2 separate regions of the Mus musculus genome follow, and region 2 is linked to region 1. Evidence: chromatin contacts called from public targeted proximity ligation data. All regions are on one chromosome and are shown on one strand. The core of a region is the stretch at or near the end of the contact, and the rest is flanking DNA. Distances in the headings are between cores, read along the strand shown. Region 1 overlaps Gm36913 (a long non-coding RNA gene). Region 2 has its middle 27 kb from the start of Scgb1a1.

Region 1 (3,516 bases), core at 151-2,650:
CCATAAGACCTTAACCAACCACTTGCTCATTCTGCACAGCTTGGTCCTGAGAAACCTGACTGGAGAAACTTGGGAATGAAGAAACGACAGCTACAAATACAGAAAAGCTGGGGTCAGGTGGGCAGTGCTGGCTCTGATGGAGAGCACCTACTATGTTGCCTGGAAACTCAGCTTTTATTAGGTACAACCTAAGGAGAAGTGTTTAGTAGGAGGTTTCTGTAGGGGAGCAGTCTCAGACTGCTGTCATCCAGGAGACAGAAGCTGTAGTTGTAGTGTTTGGCATGCACTCGGTGATTGTTCCTTTTACACACAGTGCTCAATCATTGGTACACTCACACTTGCACCAGAGAAAGCTTTGTCATGTCTCTGAGCCTCACCCAGGTCTGAGGAATTGTGGTCCTTGACATGGTCATGCCCATGTCTACAGTGCACGTTTATTCAGTCAGCACTCCCCAGGCACTTTTTGTTTTTTGAGGTAGGGTCTTACGTAGTCCAAACTGGTCCCAAACTTACACTGTAGCTCAGGATGACCTTACATTTCTGATCCTTCCACCCCTACATCCCAACGCACCACCAGGTCTGATTTTATGCAGTGCTAGGGACTGAATTCAGAGCTTTGTGCATTCTGGGAAAGTATTCTTGAAACTGAACTACATCTCCAGCTCTAATACCATTACACTGGAAGCCCAGCGTGTAAAATACAAGCCTTTGGAGGAGTCATTCTAGCTATTTCCAAACTGTAACAGTAGCTAAAGATTTTCCAAGTTTAAGGAAGAAAGGAAGGAAAGGAGGTTGGTGGGGGCAGAAAGGAGATCTGTGAGGGATTCTGCAACCCCCCATCCCTACTCCCCTGTGAATGAGACATTTCAACATCAAGAGGTGATGACATTTCAGAAGTCTTCAGGCACCAGTATCTGGGGAATTTTCCTCCACATCTTGGGCAAGGCTATGAGTTTCAGGATGTTACCACCGCTGCTCTGTCAAGATGCCCAACTAGAACATTTCCCCACAGTGAAGACCCGAATTCCAGGCAAGGCCCTGCCTCCTGCCAGCTATGCAACCTTAGACCAGGTCAAGTCACCTCTCAGGCCTTAACTTCCTCATCTGAGGCCAGGACTCTGCCTACAGCACTGGACCTGCCCAGCCTACTCAACAGGGATGTTGTCAGTTTCAGCCATAAGGTGTCAACAGTTTTGTGTAAGCTCTCTGGCAGAGTGCCCAGCACCACACTCCTGGAGTGACTCGGACCCCAAGAATGTTCTAGTCCATTACCAGGAAGCATGTGGTGTTTTCTAGTCATGAACTAGCTACAGCAATCCTCTACTTCCTCCCATGGCCTGTGACAGCCCATGACTTCCTCTAGTTGAGAAAGCAGTCTGCATGCATATGGGACAGCAAAGGGACTTTGCCCTCAGAGCAGTGGAACCCGTGACCATGTGTCATTCTACTGTCCTCACAGCTCAGGTGGCCCTGAGCCCTGCCTTACAACAGCCTGGGGTCTATGCTGGGACATGATCCTCAACTCCAGAAAGACTGGCCTGTTCTGTGTGTCTCCCGTGTGGGAGCAGAAAGAGCTGGTCTTAATTAGATGAAGATGGGAAATCTACAAGGCAAGCAACAGCAAGAAACTAAGAGAAGCAGAACATGGTCAGACTTGCAAAGTAATGATGCCAGAAGCTTCTAGAGCATTAGTATTCAATACTTAGGCTTCAAGTTTCCCTTCTTCCAGCTCCCTGTTCATAGCCCCACAGGCCAAAATGGCTGCAGGTACAAGCCACCATGTTCAGCTTCTATTTAGACTTAAAAACAAAAACCAAAACAACCACAATAACAACAAAAACACCCCAACTCATCATTAGTAAAGGTACATATTTAGAAATAGACAGCCTTTTTTAAAAAAAGAATTATTTATTTGTTTATGTATATGAGTACACTGTCACACACCAGAAGAGGGCATCAGATTCTATGTGGTTGCTGGGAATTGAACCTAGGACCTTTGGAAGAGCAGGCAGTGCTCTTAACCATTGAACCGTTTCTCCAGTCTGACTTATTCTTAATTATGTGTATATATGTGTCTGGGTTGAATCTATGTGAGTGCAGGTGCCCTCAGAGTTCAGAAGAGGGCATAGGCTATCTTGAATTACACATAGTCATGAGATGCCCAATGTGGGTTCTGGGAACCAAACTCATGTCCTCTGCCAAGAGTAGTAGTACACGTTCTGTCTTTCTTTGTTTACAGATTTATTTTATTTTTATCTTATGTGTATATCTATGTGTCTGTGTGGTCATGGGGAGCAGGGTATGTGCACATGAGTGCAGGCGCCTGAGGAGTCCAGAGGAAGAAGGTGATCTTGGAGCTGAAGTTACAGGTGACTGTGAACTGTCTGCTGTAGGACTCAAACCTGGCTCCTCCGTCAGAGCAGTATGTGCGCCTCCTAACCACTGAGCCATTTCTTCAGGCCTGTAGAATAGTCTTAGCCTTACCCACTGAACATTCTCTCCAACTCCCAAAACTTCACGTTTTTATCACACAAAATGTTACTTCCTATCCCTAATTGAAATTTTCTATTCTTCTTTAGTGCTTGCTTCTTATTGTTTTTTTACTATTTTCTACATTTGGACAACAGAAGGGGAGAGTCTACTAAATGACAGGAAGGAGGAGGAGGAAGAGGAGGAGGAGGAGGCAGAAGGAGGGGAGGAGGAGGAGAAGAGGAAGAGAAGGAGTTCAGAAACACGCCCCCTCCCCCAAAGGCTCAGGTGGAGGTAGGGTGTTTCCTGTTGCCTCTGTGTATCAGGGATCCCATGGGACCTCAGAATGTTTGTAGAGTTTCTTCTCTGGAGAGCCAGCTATATTGCAGCAGAGGCCAGGGTCTGCCAGGAAGGCTGGGTGGGAGAGAGGAGGTGGGGGAAAGCACAGTGAAAAAGAAAGTGCCTGTGGTGTCGCAAGCACCTTTAATCTCAGCACTCAGGAGGCAGAGGCAGGCGGATTTCCAAATTCGAGGCCAGCCTGGTCTACAGAGTGAGTTCCAGGACAGCCAGGGCTACACAGAGAAACGGTCTTGAAAATAAAACAAAATGAAACGAAAAACAAAAGGGGGAAGGGACACAATAAAAAAAGAAAGATAATGACAGTAAAACCCAGAGCTCAGACTTAGGATAACTGTCCACTGTTCCCAATTTTCTGCCGCTTACTAACTCGACACAGAAGGGCTCCTTCTCGGCTTAATTACAAGCTTTATTGTTCAGAGCTACTTTCTGTTGACCAGAGAGCTCTGAAGTTCTTGGGATTTTGTTGTTTTATTTATTTAGTTTTTTTCTGGATTGTCTTGTGTGGAACATTTTTTTTTCTTTCACATGTGTGTGTTCTGTAATGTGTGTAATTGAGCTTAGATAGGTACCATGGGTATCACATGTGTGATATGTGCATGTGTATGTGCGGGTGTACCATGACATATATGTGGAGGTCAGAGCACAACTCCATAATGGGTCTTTTGGTTTCCATCTTCTTCAAGGCAG
Region 2 (3,756 bases), core at 161-2,660, 870 kb after region 1:
CACCGCTAGCCCCTGCTGCTCTCTGTCACTGGTGATAACAACTCTGAGCTACCCTCCAGTTTCTTCACTGAATCTCCTAACCCAGAGGCCATTATTATCCCCATTTTAAAGTTGGGAAAACTGCTAAGTAGTGGTGGTGGTGGTGGTGGTGGTGGTGGTGGTGGTGGTGGTGGTGATGGTGGTGACACACACCTTTAATCCCAGCTCTCAGGAGGCAGAGGCAGGTGGATCCTTGAGTTGGGGGTCAGCCTGGTCTACAAAATGGGTCCCAGGACAGCCAGGGCTATTCAAAGAAACCTGTCTCAAAAAGTCAAAATATAAATCATAAATAAATGCAATTAGGAAGAGTGGGGCTCAGAGAGTTTAGTTACTTCCCCCCAAGGTTATTCATCAGATAAATAACAGGGACAACATCTCAATCCAGAGCCTGTCCTCCTGGCCATTGTGCTGAACTGGGACACTCATGGCACTAGTCTGTAGAAAGTCACACTTGGGGCTGCGGAGATGGCTCTGAGGTTAAGAGCACTGGCTGTTCTTTGAGAGGACCCAGATTCAATTTCCAGTATTCAATGGCAGTTCACACTGTCTCTAATCTGACACCCTCACACAGACATGCACGCAATACACATGAAATAAAAATAAAGAAATTTCAAGAAAAATAGTCACACTGTACCCAAGCTCTCATGCTAGCTGGATGTAACTCTTAGTTGAATCACCTCTTGGAACAGTGAGGGCATGTCATGCCAAGAGCCCAGAAACCTCATGTCTTGCACCACACTGCCATTCCTACAGAATAGTCTTATACTAGCTCCGGATCAGGATAAAGTATTGTAAATGTGATAAACTCTGGGAGGAGGGAGAGAGCGCTGGTGCACATGGTTCATGGAACCATCAAAGCATCCGCTCTTTGAGAAGCACCTCTGCTCTTTGTAACAGGAATGCGGGTGTGGAGCCCTTTGCCATCAGCTCACTGGTCACCAAAGAGCTCCTCCATCTCCCAGTGTCCTTGAGGAAGGCAGTCAATTGGCTCAGTAAGCAAAGGGCTTTGTCCACAAGCAGCAGAACTGACAGCTGCCTACCAAGTGTAAGAATGTGGCCTCTGCCTCCCCACATACCAGAGATCAGAGCTACAACAGGCCCTAGAGATGGCCTCTCCTGATCCCTTCACCAAAGGGACCGGAGGGCATGGTAAACAGCCATCAGTTCTGCAACAAGGTAGCCTGGCAGAAAGCTGGAGTGGACACTCACTTCTTGCCATTGGCACACCCTCTTATGGGCCCCCAGCCAGAAAACACCAAGTCATCCTTTGTACTCAACAAAGCCAAGCTTTGTCAGCACCCAGTTACTCTGGAGCGTGGGAGCCGAGAAAAACTTGACTGGTACTCATGATGTTCTTTGCCCAGTCCTCATGCCTAATATGTAAGTCATCTTACGCTATTCCCTTTCTAGCCCCTTGCAGTAGCGTTACTCAATGTGTGGTGCCTAACCTTCTGCACAAGGCTCTCCCCAGGTTCCACTTGATCAGACTCACTAGGGTACATTTATGAAACACTGTGGGTGATTCTGAGGCCTGTGTCCTGCTGGATCCTTTATTTACCTGTCTGAGGAAGTCAGACATACCCTGATGTCTGAGAAAGGAAGACAGCTTGTCCTGTACCACTTGGCTTGCAGTACTAAAACCCTGGACAATCCAGGATAAAACAAGATGGCTGCCGAGCCCGGTGGCGCACACCTTTAATCCCAGCACTTGGGAGGCAGAGGCAAGCGGATTTCTGAGTTTGAGGCCAGCCTGGTCTACAAAGTGAGTTCCAGGACAACCAGGGCTATACAGAGAAACCCTGTCTCGAAAAACAAAAACAAAAACAAAAACAAAACAAAAAAAAACAAGATGGCTGGTGTATGAGTTACTTGCTCAGTTGCTGTGACAAAAATGTGGCAACAGCCACCTATGGAAAGAAAACTTTATTCAGGCTCACAGTTTGAGGGTACAGCCCATCATGGTGGAAGCCATGGCAACAGGAGCTTGAGACAGCTGGTCCACATTGGATCCACAGTCAGAGCAAGAGTGAATGCTGGTGCTCCACATTTGTATGCAGTCAGGGACCTTATCCTACGGATGATGCTCCTCACTCTCAATGCAGGTCTTCCTACTTCAGCTAAACTAATTGCAGTAATCCCTTACAGATGTGTTTAGAGGAGGCTTGTCACTTCAGTGATTCTAGATCCTGTCAAGATGACAATCCATATCACAGACATATGCAGCTAGTCACTCCAGCACATCTAAAATTCCCCACACAAGGGTCAGGAGAAGGGGCACCAGCAGGTGAGAACTCTTCTCCACAGCCCTCACAGAGTTGGAATGTACCACAAATATACTCAGAATTTACGTGGGTGTGGCTGAAGTCTGGGATTTCACAACATTTCAGATGAAAAAAAAAAAATGAAAACAGACCACAAGGAACTGAGTCAGGAGCTCTGGAAATGGGTCCAACTTCCGCTGCCTGCCCTCTGCCCAAAACTACGGTCACCACCCTTCACAAGAACAGCAAATACCTGCCTCCAGCTGGCTGCTCCTTGGAGAGAAGGGAGTTGTGAGAGCCATCGTTGCTTTCTCTCCCCTCCAAAGAACATAGCTGCTTCATTGTCCTCCATCAGCAGGGACAAATCCAGCAAGCAAATGAATGCACTCTAAAGTCAAGCCATAGTCCATCAGGGGCTGGGATTAAAGATGTGGACCACCACTGCCTGGCCTCGCCTAAGAGTTTTAGAACTAATTCTTCAAAAGCATTTTGAGTTTTCTACAACTGAAACTTTTTATTTCTGAAAGTAACTTTTGAAAAAGAAAACAAAAGAGGCCATGAATTTGAGTCTGAACAAGATGAGAGGGACATGGGAGGGACTGGGAGGAAGAACGGGAAGGGGAGCAAATGGTGTAATCAATATTTTAATTTTAAAAATTAAAAAAAAGAAATGCAGGTCACCTTCAAGTTATAAGCCATGACAAAATGGGAGCAATCATCCAACAATTGACGTATCTATAGTTGGCTCAGTAAAGGCCCGGCTGTGCAGAGGCCTCCAGGGAATGAATGAGTCACTTTATAAGGCAGGATAACTGAAGGTGAAGGCTTTACATGAAGGCCATTTCAACTTTTAAGTACACTCGTTCTGAAACGGCCTCTTGTTCCTGCCTTCTGAAGCAGACCACAAGTCAGACAGACACACGGAAGCATAAGCTTCCGATCCTGGTGCCAGGAGGCTGAAGCAGTGGGATTGACGTGAGTGTGAGGCCAGTCTGAGCTACCCTGTCTCAAACAGCAACAACAACAACAACAACAATAATATAAACAAGACAGAGCATATTCGATGTGAGCTTGGGCTGAAGACCAGGAGAGGCCCATTAACTCAGATTATTTCAAGGCCCTGAGGTTGATCCCAGGCCCCCACAAGAAAAAAATACAATAAAGCAGAAGGCATGAGACGGTAAGTCAGCAACCTCTGAAGGCAACACACTAGACCTGGGAACCCTGCTCCCGTCCCATCTGTCCCACCCCAGGCTCTCATCTCATCCCATCTCCAACAGCCACAGTTACTCAGCACTCAGCTGCCACACCCACGGGCCAGCAGTTTCCTTCATCCATATTACAGAACTAGAAACTTCTGGGAGTAATCCCTGAACCACACTGCAGGTGCTCCACTCATCCTCGCAGTCAGCACTCTTTTGACCTGGGACAATTGTTGTGCATGCTTGTGAAGTCC

What was found.
Region 2: a contact with region 1 is called in a targeted proximity ligation map of pancreatic cancer cells. A contact is called at or near these places in 2 of 130 datasets of targeted methods (memory CD8 T cells and pancreatic cancer cells).

What each region holds. Positions count from the first base shown.
Region 1 is chr19:9,929,150-9,932,665 of GRCm38.p6, reverse strand. The region is part of intron 1 of Gm36913 (a long non-coding RNA gene); the gene reads left to right. Among named protein-coding and RNA genes, the nearest start is that of Gm36913, 17 kb to the left of the region's middle.
Region 2 is chr19:9,058,970-9,062,725 of GRCm38.p6, reverse strand. It overlaps a transcript of Ahnak not described here. Among named protein-coding and RNA genes, the nearest start is that of Scgb1a1, 27 kb to the left of the region's middle.